2 separate regions of the Sus scrofa genome follow, and region 1 is linked to region 2. A link is a contact called in public HiChIP or PLAC-seq data. All regions are on one chromosome and are shown on one strand. Each heading gives the region's core, a stretch centred on a gene start, on an enhancer-like site or on the middle of the called end of the contact. The rest is flanking DNA. Distances are from core to core; before and after follow the strand shown. Region 1 holds the start of ANXA6 (annexin A6). Region 2 holds the start of CCDC69 (coiled-coil domain-containing protein 69).

Region 1 (6,361 bases), core at 3,091-5,590, 79 kb after region 2:
GGAGTTCTAGAAAGGGGCTACTCTACAGCTTTACCCTTAAAGAGTTGAATTTTTCTTTTTTCCGAGAGAGATTACTCACCAGACCAAAATGAGAAACAAAGTCCTGAAAACGGAAGCTGGCACAGAGGCCACCCAAGTAGAGTAGAGTTTCTACCCGGGTGGAAGGTTCTTATCACCACGGGCCAGGACCACCAAAAAGCAATAGAGCACAATGGACTCATGCAGGTGCTTTACTGGAGTTCCTGGCCGTGCTGGAGGAGACAGGAAATTCTGTTCCATTTGTCTCCCACCCAGTAATGTCCACCAAAGAAACACAGAAAACTGCAAATAAGAAATGTTTATTTGGTCTTAAGAATTGTGATTTGAGAGACATAGATTCCGGGAAAACGGCAAGCGTGTTCCAGGGAAGAGAAAGAGTTAGGGGCTGATCACCGCAAAAGCCATAAGGCTGAATTCTGACATAAGAACATAAATATTTGTCCTGGAGGGGTGGCTGTCACGAACTGTTGTAGGGTCAGGGTCTCCTGAGCACCCTGAATTTCTGGCAGATGTTCTGCAGGACCATAGATGCTCTGGAGGATGATAAGTGGTCCAAAGGCCCGGTTCCATCGAGGGTAAGACAGGCATAAGTCACACTTCCTCGGTGGCCTCCAGGCTCCATTTCGGACAATGGACAATACCAGTCCATTTTGATTTTCCATCCAGAACCAGGCTGCCCAGAGAGCTAGGTAAACATGCTTTCTGGGTGTATCCATGAGGGTTAGCATTTGATTAGCTAAGCCATCAGCATTTGGCTCAGTAGACTGTGTAAGGAGTCTAGCCCTCATCCATCCTTTGAGGACCCAGATAGACCAGAAGGCGAATGAAGGGTAAATTCACTCATGCTTCTGGAGCTGGGACATTGATCTTTTCTTTTTTGCCTTTATTGGTTTTTTTTTTTTTTTTTTTTTTTTTTTTTGTCTTTTTGCTATTTCTTTGGGCCGCTCCCGTGGCATATGGAGGTTTCCAGGCTAGGGGTCCAATCGGAGCTGTAGCCACCGGCCTACGCCAGAGCCACAGCAACGCAGGATCCGAGCCGCATCTGCAACCTACACCACAGCTCATGGCAATGCCGGATCGTTAACCCACCGAGCAAGGGCAGGGACCGAACCCGCAACCTCATGGTTCCTAGTTGGATTCGTTAACCACTGCGCCACGACGGGAACTCCTCTTTTTTGCCTTTAGACCTTGAAGCTCCAGTTCCTTGTGTCTCCCACCTCCCAGCCCCCACACCCACCCTTTCCTCTCCCTCTTGCTCGCTTGACTCTAGCCCCACTGGCCTCCTCGCTGGTCCCCTCACACTCCAGGCTGGCTCCTGCCCTGGAGCAAGCGCTCCAGATGTTTCCTTTGCCAGGAACCCTCTGCCGACAGATCTCTAATCGGCTCTGCTACCTTCCTCATCTTCTCTCCACGCTTGCTCAATCTCACCCTCTCTTCGAGGCCTCCATCAAACACCCTGCAGAACACTGCAACTTCCTCTGCCATCCTGGCACATCTTCCACCTGCTCTTTCTTCTTTTTGGTCCATCGCCCTTGTCACCAACTAACATACTGTTGCATTTGCCTAGTGCGTGTCTATCTCCTCTGTGCTGGAATGAGGGCAGAAGTCATCATTTTCTTTGCTGATAAATCTCCTGAAACAGTGCCTGATTCAGAGTAGGTGCTGGAGAAATATTGATTAACGAATTGTGAGGTCACATGTGACCTTGCAACTACAGCACTTACAACAGTGCCTGGCTCATACAAAAGGCTCCGTAAAGAGCAGTCACTATTTTTTTTTTTCTTTTAGGGCCACACCTGCAGCATATAGAAGTTCCAAGGCTAAGGGTCAAATCAGAGCTGTAGCTGCCTGCCCACACCACAGCCATAGCCACAGTAACGTGGAATCCAAGCCGCATCTGCGACCTACACCACAGCTCATGGAAACCCCCAATCCTTAACCCACTGAGCGAGGCCAGGGATCGAACCCACAACCTTGTGGTTCCTGGTTGGGCTCGTTAACCACTGAGCCATGACAGGAACTCCCCAGCAGTAACTATTGTGATGCTGGAGGAGACCCCACCTCCATCCTCATTGGGGCTAGTCTCTTCATATTCCATCTTAGAAGGTGTTGCTTCTGAAGCCCAGCGGGACCCTATGCGGCTCCTGGGTATAAATCCTGTGTCCCCTGGGCTTCATTCAGCCTCCTGGACCTTCTCTGAGTTCCAAGGGACAGCTTCAAACAGTTGCTAATGAAGGAAGGGAAAGAATGCGGAAACACGAAAGAAGAAACAAGGCAGGTCCTGGTTCCTCCTAAAGGCATGCATACAACCATATCTTTGGCGGAGGAAAGATGGCAGCTTCTGGCTGAGGGCAAGATTCCTGGAGCACTGCCCGGTTCGCTCACCACCCACCAGTCAGAAGAAAGTCACACACTTTGCGGCCCTAATCCCAAATTTTGCCTATAAAAATTTCTACCCCCAAACCTTCAGGATGTTCAGGGGGTTTGAGCACCTACCACCCGTTCTCCTGGCTTGGCCCTGGAATGAATTCTCTACTCCAGACTCCGACAGTTCAGTTTGTTTGGCCTCACTGTGTGCTGGGCACACACACTTGTGTTGGCTCACACTTCTCCTAACAGCGGACCTGTTTATTTATTTTAACCACTCGGGAAATTATTTTAATTTCTTCTTTGTCTCCTACCAGATTCCATTCATCTTTTGGTCACAGCACCACTCTCTCCAGAGGTCTAGGTTAGGCTGGGTGTATCTGCTATGGACATCCTAGCACTGTCAGGGGGACCACTGACAGAAACCGCCCACCTTGGCTGGGCTCAATGATAGCTGCTTGCGTGAGCTGTCTTCACAACAGGAGGCCCTGATAAGGTGCTGCCCTGAGGACTAACTGGGAGGATTAGAGAGGGGCCCCTAGGAGGGAGACCACCCATCTCCCTGGAATGCAGGGCACTGGAATCCATCTTGGCTGAGGGGTGCTTGTGCTGCCAAAAGGACCCTGAGCCAGACCAATGGGGGCCAAGCAAAACAACTGGCCAGAGACAACCTGGAAACTAACCCCATTCCCAAGAAACCTGAGCCTGTGAGCATGTGGCAGAGCAGTTCTCCTGGGTTCCCTCGGCCTGCTGCTCTCTGCCTCGGTGCTCCTTCCCAGTAAAGTCTTGCTTTGTCAGCACAGGTGTCTCCTCGGACAAGTCATTTCCAAGTGTAGATAAGAGCCCATTCTAGGGCCCTGAAAGCAGTTTATAGTTTCCAGATTACAACTGCCTAAACCTACTGTAACAAGACCTAACCATCTGTCTTCCATGAGCGGGAAGCTCCGTGAAGGTGGGTCAGGGCCTCATTTCTCATTTGCCCACTTCAATCTCCCAGCTCAGTGCCCAGAAGACAGAGGGTACTCAATACACATTGGAGGAACATACAGTCAAAAGAACGCACTTCTGTATCAGGTTCCCTTGTGGAGTTCTCTGAACTCGGCCAGACTGAGGACAACATTGGAAGAAGCTTTGTCTATCCCTATCTTTGGTGGAGTAAATTGAAAAGTAGAGCATCTAGGCATCTTGCCCGTGAAGATTCATCACCCAAGTGGCAGCCCAGGACGGCCGACTTTTCACCAAAGCAGAATTTCTAAGCAGTGGGTGGGTAGGAAGCCTAAGGACCTTAACTGCAGGCTCACCTCTCCAGCAAGACTTTACAAACCCCCTTCAAGACATTGTCACTTTCCTCCAAATTCCCAAAGTGCCTATCACTTTTTAAAATTATTCTGTGGGTTTCCCCACAGCCCTGGATTGTAATTGCTGGTCTGTCTCTCTTTCCTCTGGACTACGGGCACGCCCCAGAATCAAGCTAGAGCAAGGGCCTCTCTGGTCACCCAGCCTAAGTTCGAATCCCGGCTCCACAACGTACTAGCTGTGTGACCTTGGTTTTAAAACTGGACTTCTCTGGGCTCTCCTGGGAAGTGGGTAAGTAATGCCACAGACCCGGTGGAGCTATTGACGGACAGAATCTGAGCAGGCATGGTAAGCACTTGGCCTTATTGTGTTAAGCCTCAAAGTTCTGTTTCTCAACAAAGCTTTGGCAATCCATAAGATCTAGGAGTCAGCAGCGTTGACTCCTAGCCCCGAAGGCCAGGCGACCTTGGCCAAATCCCTCCCCTCTAGTGTCCGCACCCAGACGGAGGATCTCCAGGCACCGACCCCCACCCCCACCCCCACCCCGCGGCGGGTGACATTCTAAGATTCCAGGAGCGAAGGAACTTGGGGGGTGGGGGGAGGGCGGAGGCGGGGCGAGCCGGATTGGCCCCCGCGCGCCACGTGTCCGGCCCGGGCGCTGAGGACTGTCCTCCCGGCCCGCCCCTGCGCTGCGGCGGCTGCTGCTCTGCTAACGGGCTCTGACCCAGCGAGCTCCGCGTCCGCGCGTCCTTCTGCCCCTCTGTCGGTCCCCTGCGGGAGGCCTCCGCCACGCGGTAAGCGGGTTGAGGCTGGCGATGGGAGTCGCTGCACGGGACCCCCTCCCTCCTCCGGGGGGCTGCAGGGACGCGGGGGCGAGCCGTAAACGCGCAGTCATGCTGACCCACGCCAGCCAGCGACGGCTCCGGGGAGGGGCGCGGGAGGTGGGGGCCGCGGGGACCCGGAGCCCAGGGCGCGGTAGCCGGAGAGGGTCGCGGGCAGGGCGCGTCTGGGGCAGCGCCGCGTAGCGCATCTTCCCTGCAGCGAGCAGGCGGGGAAGCGGAGGCGGTCGGCGCGGGGGCTGCGGGAGGAGGGGAGGGAGGGGAGGGCTGGCGCTGCGGAGGATGTGGTGAGGGGCTGGGGGCACCTGGGCCGAGGCCACGCGGGCTGCTGGCCCTGCTTTGCGGGACTGGAGAGACTTTGGAGGCCCGGGATTGGAGGCAGCTGGACCTGGGGGGAAGAGGGGTCTAAGGGCCCGCAGGAAAGGGTGTGGCCGAAGCTGAGGACTGAGGGCCGGAAGAGTCAGACCCCGGGGCTGCACCCGAAATGGCTTGTGTGTGGCGCTGGGAGAGGGCTCTCTGTGTGCCAACGGATGAGGGACCGGCTGTCCACACCTCAGGTCCGCGATGGACCCCTCCCGCCCTCTCGGGGCCACGCTTTGCCACTAAAGGGGACTCCTAGTGGCGCTCCAGGGACCTTGTGATGGGCCAGAGGCCCCACCCTTCGCTCTGCTCCCCATCAGCGCCTTTTCTGCCTTTCTAGAGCTTGGGGGGCTTCAGATGACTTCGCAGAGACTCGTGTGGGAGTGGAATACCCTGGATCCCAATACCAGCTCCAGCAACAACGGGGCAGTGTCATCTTAATCTGTAGCTTTCCCTTTCTGAGCCTCAGTTTCCTTCTCCAAGCCCAGAGCTGATAAACCTGACACCCCCACCCCCACCTCCACCCCCGACAATGGCTGTGAGAATTGATTTATTTGTCAGCTGCGAGCGAGGATTGCAGATTTGGGACGTCCTGATTGCAGGCTTGGACGGCCGGGCCCATCTCGGCAGGCCCTGCGAGGGGAGGGGGCCGGGATCTTTGGGGAGGACCGTCCACCTTTTGCTTCCTCCCTCCCCTTCTTTTCTCAAAATGCTGGTGGGTTTACCCATCAATTCCAAATTTGGCGAAAAGGCTCCCGGCTTTGTGAGAGAACTCTGGTTTCCCTAGGCCGCCTTTTTTCCTCACTTCCCCTTCCTCCCCCTACCCAAAGCACACCTTAAATGGCCGGCCCCACTGACCCAGGAAGACCTGCTTGGCCTTCCCTTTGGAGGTCAGCGACCTGCCCAGCTTCAGCTCCCATGGACCCTGCCCTTCTGGCTGGCAGGCTCTGCCCCCGTGCAGGGGGCATTGGCCTGGGGGGGGGGGATCAGTGGAAGGCTGGGTCACAGCTCCAAGGGCCAGGGGTCCTTGAGTAAACTCTCTCTTTTTCTTTGCCTTGGTTCTCCTTCTGTAGCAAAGTCTGCTGAACTGGGGGCCACTTCCAGGGCTGGCATTCTAGGATTCAGCTGTTCCGAGATTTAGGATTGTGGGAGTAGGGTGGGGCAGAGGCCTCTGTCCCCCTCTGCAGCTGGGACAGTCACTCACCCATCTTTCTTTGCCTTCGCTCTTTGTTCCCAAGGCGCAGGCTGCTGGGAGACAGAAAATATTTCCGTTTCTGGGAAGGGGCCACAGCTGGGGCAGACTTTGGATGCCAGGGTGCAGAGGAGGGAGCTGCCCCTCAGAAGTCGGGGCCCTGGCTTCTTAAGGCTTATTCCTGGTCCGGGGTTGGGGAGCTCTGCAGTGTTGGGTAGCTGCCAGCGTCTGGAACATCTGCACTGCAGCACCCAGATGCAGCCCTGGG
Region 2 (7,133 bases), core at 1,608-4,107:
ACTAGCACATCAACCACCCCAAATCTCATTAGCAACTTGTTCAAACTCAAGTTCCTACCAGAAGCTCTTTCGGGGTTTCCCTCTGTCGGAAACTTCAAAGCACATAACTGAAAAGCCAGTTGAGAGGAAGTAGGCAATCTGATCCTGGTCTCCCAGGAAGCTTAAAGATGCTGAAGGCAAGCGCTCCTGAGAACAGAGGCTTGGGGAACAGAATTGGCCTCCCTGATTGCTACCTACCAGTCCAAGTTATTCATTTCAACTGTTGACATTAAGATTCAAGATCAGTGTAGAAAGTTCAGTTCTTTGATGTTCAGATGAGAAACTCTCCAAAAGGAGAAACAACAGGTTCAGACCACACAGGGCGTTACTGGTGTGATCCCCCCACCCCCCAATTTTTGGCCCTGTTTGCTCTTTACGTTGCTTTTCTAGGTAGTTCATTCATAACCACTGTCTATTTCTTTGAGTTTTCACATACCCACTTTTTTTTTGTCTTTTTGCTATTTCTTGGGCCGCTCCCTCGGCATATGGAGGTTCCCAGGCTAGGGGTCAAATCGGAGCTGTAGCCACCGGCCTATACCACAGCCACAGCAACATGGGATCCGAGCTGCGTCTGAGACCTACACCACAGCTCACGGCAACACCGGATCCTTAACCCACTGAGCAAGGCCAGGGACCGAACCCTCAACCTCATGCTCCTAGTTGGATTCGTTAACCACTGCGCCACGACGGGAACTCCTCACATACCCACTTGATGGTGAAAAACTTGTCTCAATCTCATACCTGGGTTTAAAAACATATTTTTTGAAAACTTTTTCTTATTACAACAGTCATTTTCTTATCAGTAATAAGCATATACTCATGTTGTAAAGATAAGAAAATGAATAGCTTTAAATATCCCAAATCTCACCCTCATCTAGAGGTAATCACTATGCACACTTTTTTAAGATAAGGATGAATTTGTTACCTTTTATAACATTTTAAAACTTCATCCTCATCATTATTTTTATTGGTGACATGACATTCTATTTTTATGGATAAATCATAATTAACTTAAGCTTCTTTTCTTGGATATTTATGTTCTGGTTATTTGCTTGTTGGTTGGTTGGGGTTTTTAGTAAATCATGAGCTCTAGTTCATAATCATTTTAATTTTTTTTTTCTTTTTAGGGCCACACCTGCTGCATATGAAAGTTCCCTGGCTAGGGGTCAAATGGGAGCTGCAGCTAAGGCCTAGGACCCAAGCCATAGCTCGTGGCAACTCGGGATCCTTAACCCACTGAGCAAGGCCAGGGATTGAACCTGCATACCCACAGATACTAGTTGGGTTCTTAACCTGATGAGCCACAATGGAAACTCCGTAATCATTATAATTTAAGTAGACCTCTTTCTTCATTACCCATTCAGCCCATCCTGCAGAGGTGCTTCTCCAACTTGAATATGCTCAGGACTTGGGAAGCTGGATAATCTTGATCCCCTTCCTCAGAGTTTAGGATCCATAGGTCTGGGTGGGATCTGAGCATCTGTGTTTCTTTCCTCTTTTCTCTTTTCTTTGGCCAGGCCCATGGCATATGGTAATTCCCAGACCTGGGACTGAACCCAAGCCACAGCAGTGATAATGCCCAGTCCTTAACCATTAGGCCACCAGGAAACTCCCCGAGTTTGTATTTCTTTTGTTGTTGTTTTCATTTGAAAAGTTTATTGGCGTCTAGTTGATTTACAATGTTGTTATAATTTCCGCTGTACAAGGAAGAGATGCGGTTATCCACGTATACTCTTCCAGTCTCTTTCAGACTCTTTTCCCACAGACGATCACAGAAGATCGGGTAGAGGTCTCCATGCTATACCGCACGTCCCCATTTGCCAGTCATTCCATATACCTCAGTGTGCCTGTGCCCATCCCAAACCACCAGTCCATCCCCCCTCCCCTACCCCGACACCTGTCTCCTTTGGGAACCGTAAGTTTTTCAAAGTCTGTGAGTCTGTTTCTGTTCTGCAAATAAATGCATTTGCATCCTTTTTTTTTAGATTCCACAGATAAGTGATACCATATGCTGTTTGTCTTTCAACTGTCTGACTAACTTCACTTCGTGTGGTAGTCTCTACGTCTAACTGCTGCTGCTTTGGGGAATCATACTTTGTAAACCACCGCCTTACACGACTCTTCTTTCCAAGAACCCAATATTGCCCGTGTCCTCAGGTTCCTTTCTTTGAACCTGCTGCAACCGGTCTTCTACTCTGGGGAGGGGGAAGTTCTTTTGCGATCTCACATTCTTTTTCCATCCATCACCGTACATCCCTTGCATCAGTCCACCTTTCCAGGGTCTCTGGGCTGTGTATAAGTTTCTAGCATACGCACTCACACTAATTTTCAAAGTTAGGTGTCTTTTTTCTGATTGCCACTGCTGGAAACCTCTGCTAGTTTAAAAAAAAAAAAAAGCAAGGGTACACAAAAGTTCTTTTTCCCGGGCACTGATATTTATGTCCTGTTCTCCCTGCATCTGCCTCACAAAGTTGGATAGATAGAATATTACAAATGCTTGTGAACTGGAAAGAGCTATAGACCCAGAAGTGAGGAGGCATTACAATTAAACTTCACAGTCTTATGTATTTGTAGGGAAGTAGTTGGAAGCTTAGGTTCTGGACATAGAACTGGATTTTATCTAGGCTCTGGTACTTCCTAGCTGCAGGAGCTTAGGCAAATCCTATCTCTGAGCCTCATTTTCCTCACCTGTAAAATGGAGGAAATCATACCTTTGCGGCAAAGAGAGCAAGAAATAGAAATAATGTGTGCGAAGAAGCCACGACAGAAACTCTCAATCAAGGCTAGCTGTTGTGTTTCTAAATAATTCTTTTAGTAGCAATTATCTGGCCTTTTCTCGGCAGCGAGCCTGGAAAGAATCCATTGTTCGTGGGGATCTTTTCCGCTCTGACCCGAGTCGCTATCATTTACGAAGATTCTGGTCACCTGCCTCAGGCGGCGCCCCTGCGAGCCCTGAGGGCTTCTCGGAGGCCCTGCTTTTCGGGTATTTACGGCGCGCGGCCGCCCCAGCTCCGGCTCAAGTCTGCGCTTCCAGGTTCAGTTTCAGGGTCTCGCCGACCGCGGAGCGGGCAGCCTGGCGCGGACCGCAAGGTTCTCTGGGGGCCCCGGAGTTGGGAAGCGGCGTCCGGGAGCCCCCGGAGGAGGATGGGCTGCGGACACAGCAGGCTGAGTTGCTGCAAACCCCCCAAAAAGGTAAAGGGCGCCGGCGGAGAAGTTTGTCTTCGGAGGGGAAGGGAGTACGGAACCGCTACGCCGAAGGGGACCCTCGGCTCCCTGGGTTCCCCAACTGCTAGAGGCCGGCACTGAGGGAGGTGGGGACGGCTCGGCCGGGCGGCGCGCTCTCTCTCCCGGCCCTGGACTGCGCTGCACGGGGCAGCGGAGTTTACAAACACGGCCCCAGGGCCCGGGAAAAGCAGCTCATTCCGGATGGCAGACTGGGAAAATGTTAGTGCCTATGGCAGGTGCCCTTTTCCTTGGTCGGTCGGAGCTGCTCGCTGTGTGGCCATGGACTTGTGACTTGACCCCTCTGGGCCTTCGGCTTTCCCACCATTAAGAAGCAGATTATGTCCAGGGCTGCCACACGCAGAGTGGTCCGTGGATTTATATCATGGGCATCACCTGGGACCTGTTAGAAATGCAGAATCTGGGGCTGTGCCCCGGGGGAGTTAAAATAGAACCTGCCTTTTAACAAGATGCCCAGGTGATTACAATAGGCTTTCAAGTTTGAGAAGTGCTGGTCTGAAGCCTCTTCAGGCCCCAGAGCCGGTGCATGTGGGCTGTCCTAGGGGTAGCTGGGAGGGGCCAACCAGGGAGGCGATCCACCGCGCAGCTCTTCCCCCCCCCCCCCCCCCCCCCACGGGGCCTCTGAGCTGGGTTAGGGCCCAGGAGACGCTACTCGCTACTCGGGTTTCTTGCAGTGGGACCAGCTGCCCCTTGGGGTCTGACAAGCCTCGAAGGTCAGAGCCTGGAACCAGAGGACAGCAAGAGGCACAGAGAGGGGAGGGGCTATCCTCAAGTTCTGAGCCTTCTTCCCACTGCCACCTGTCCTCCAGCCAGGTGGGAGGAGGTGGTCTATAAACTTGGCGATCCATCCCCTGGAGACCCTGACAGACCCCACATGGTGACACTATTTAGTAGCTGCTCATTGAACTTGAGTCTCTCTCTCGCCTGCTTTGCTTGTGCCCAAGCACAAGCTTTTCTATCACTGTCCCCAACCCCAGTGATCCTGTTCCCTGCCCTGTGCCTGTTTCAGGGAGAAGAGTTTTTGTCCCAAGGACAGCACCTCCCCTGCCTTCCTTTTTACTCCCAGTTCAAAAAAACAACCCCTCAGAGCTCTGACCCAGAAACCCTCATATCTTCTCTGGCTCCAACAGGGAAACTGAGGTTGGCCTTCAGCAGCAGAAGCAGAGGGCTGGCTATTGGGAGCAAGAGCAGATCAACCTGAGCCTGGCTTGAGACTTAGAACCAGGCTGGTGTCAGGTGGACATTGAGCCTCAGTGTTGATCCTGGTTCTGCCACAAACATGTTGTGTGACCCCCAAGGAAGCCCCCGTGCTCTCTGGGCCTCCGTTTCTCCCTCTAACTGCAGAGGGAGAGAGGTGAGCGGGATGGCTTCTGAGAGTCTGTGTTTTCTGCCCCTGTGTCAACCTCTCAGCCTGCAAAGTGGGCCAAGGGTGAGTTCCATCTACACGGTGGCGGGAGGAGGCTGGAGGAGGAGCCCTATTCCAGGCCTTGACTCTTAGTCTGGAAGAGGAGACCCCAGCGAGCGTGGGTTCCCCTGCCTCCTGGACCTTGCCAGCTGTCCCTGTCTGTCCCCGGCCCAGCCTGAATTGGACCCCCTGTCCTAAGCTGTAAAGGGCATAAAGCCGGCCCAGGCGATCCCAGTGGGAAAGGGCCTTGGGTACCACCTGGGCTGAAGCCTGGAGAAAGACCCGTGTTGCCTCTGCCCCATGTGATGCTTCCAGTGGCTTCATGTGGCTCCCAAAGCCCTTTGGCATTAAAGCCGCCACCCTCTTGCCTGGGAACAGCCTGGCTTGTCTTCCTCCTCCAGTAGTGCCAGGCCTGTGCCCCTGCGTGGCAGGATTTATAAGCCAGTTTTGTTTAAAGTTCATGCCTGTTGCCATCCCTCTGTGCTGTGCTCCTGCTCTATTTATCATCCCGGTGCTACCCCCTCCCCCAGAAGGCATGAGCTTCCAGGCTCATCCCCCACCCGCCCTCGCAGGCTCTCAGCCCCTTGGGGGCAGGGGGCCTCTGAGGATGGGTGGTACAAAAATGAGCTCGGATCGCTGGAGGCTCAGGTCACGACAACAATGACTCACCCTAAGTGGCAGTTGACAGAGTACTTTCACATCCTGCCTGCCTCACAAAAGCCTGGCTGAGCTGCAGAATCTTCCCCATGTTACAGGTGAGGAGCCTGAGGTTCAGGAGGGAGTGCTGTGTGCCCAGTCACAGAGCCAGTTGGTGGCCAAGCTGCAGAGAGCATCCCCCACCCCTGCACACACACACGTGCGCACACACAGCATCGCCCCCACCTCCCGCCCAGGCCTCACTGCCCCTCCAGAGCCCAGAGCTGGTGCCACATAAATCTTTGAGTGACTAAATGAGGGCCACGTAAGAGCCAGGCTAGGGGTTAGCCCAGGGTGTGGCTTGAGTATCTGATTCCCATCTCGAGAGCTACAGGAAGGCTTCTGGGTTGAAGGGCCGGCAGGCCTCGGCTGGGTGTTGAAGGTTGGGTAGGGAGTTACCCAGTTGAAACAGAGAAGACGGCCTGAATGGAGGCTGAGCCCTAGAAAGCGTGGGGTGACATTGCTTATTGTAGAGAGAGGAGTTGGCCAGCAGTGAGAAATGAGGCCGGGGCTTTAGGGGACTTCCCTGGCTTGACTGCTGGAACTTCTCGAGATCCCACCAAGGGCAAGCACCTGAGGGTTTGCTGAGTCCTGGGGTTGACAGTGCCTGGTGGCCTTAGCTGACCAGCTGTTCTAGACCCCACTGAGAGGCCTGACCTGGGGCCAAGTGTTATTGAGATCTTTGGGGACAAGTTGAAATCCTGGGGGGTGATCCCGCTGTGGCCCAGTGGGTTAAGAATCCAACTAGAGTGGCTTGCGTTGCTGCAGAGGTACGAGTTTGATCCCTGGCCTAGGCAGTGTGTTAAAGGGTCTGGCATTGCCTCAGCTGTGGTGTAGTCACAGCAGTAGCTTGGATTCATTCTGTCCCTGGCCCAGGAACTTCCATATGCCCAGGGTACAGCGAAAAAGAAAGACAAAAGAAATTCTGGTTTAAAAAAAAAAAAAAAAAAAAAAAAAGAATGGAGATCGCTGGCAGGCTGGGCAAGATATTGAGGTGCCATCTGCATTGTGAGGTCCTTCCTAAGCCCTTTGGCAGAGACCTGGCTGACATGGTGACATCCCCTGGGAGGACTTGGGAAGGGACCGACAGGGGTGGGGCCAAGGAAACAAGCCCTCTTTGGACTCACCTGTAGGAGTGACATGGGGATACTCAGGGACCTTCCACCCCAGCAGGTTACTGGCTCCCTCTGGGCGGTGGTGGGGACAGATAGCTGGTGCCTCCTGGTCAAGCCCCTGTGTGTGTGCCTGGTGTGACATCTGAACCCCCAGCCCCCAGGGCATCGGCTCTGGCCTTGGTTGGCCCAACCCTGAGTCAGAGCCCCTGGCCCAGCACTGTCCCGGAGCTGGACCTCAGGCAACAGGTCCTCAATAGTCAGTTGTCAGTAGCCCTGCAGGACAGACAGGGGACAGAGACCAGGGGACAGAGACGGAGATGCAGAAGTGAATGACATGGAAGGGAGCAGCACGGGCACAACCAGTTGTGAAACAAAACCAGACACAGGGGGCATATACGCTTTAGAACTGGGTTCACGTCTTCACTGACCACCTCGACACCCCAGACTCGGGGTCAGGTGCTGCTTCAGTCCTGGCTCCGTCGGGGATCCATTAAGTGACCGTGGAAGGGACTTGGCTTTCCTGTGCCTCAGTTTTCCCATCTGTAAAATAGGCATGATGTTAGCTCCTGGGTCCTAGGGGTGTTCTAAGGTTAGGTGAAAAACATGCCTCTCCTAGAGTCCCTGATACACACCGA

The links. HiChIP or PLAC-seq counts read pairs in DNA pulled down with a chosen protein or histone mark.
Region 1: a contact with region 2 is called in an H3K27ac HiChIP or PLAC-seq map of skeletal muscle. The contact joins the promoter of ANXA6 here to the promoter of CCDC69 in region 2. A contact is called at or near these places in 1 of 5 promoter capture datasets (fetal skeletal muscle), 3 of 47 Hi-C or Micro-C datasets (embryonic fibroblasts, fetal skeletal muscle and heart right ventricle) and 1 of 2 datasets of contacts at active chromatin or transcription factors (skeletal muscle).

What each region holds. Positions count from the first base shown.
Region 1 is chr16:71,852,889-71,859,249 of Sscrofa11.1, forward strand. ANXA6 (annexin A6) reads left to right here and starts at 4,341. Exons shown (of 27, transcript XM_005672613.3): 1 at 4,341-4,496.
Region 2 is chr16:71,775,379-71,782,511 of Sscrofa11.1, forward strand. CCDC69 (coiled-coil domain-containing protein 69) reads left to right here and starts at 2,858. Exons shown (of 11, transcript XM_021077105.1): 1 at 2,858-3,231. The coding sequence starts at 3,184.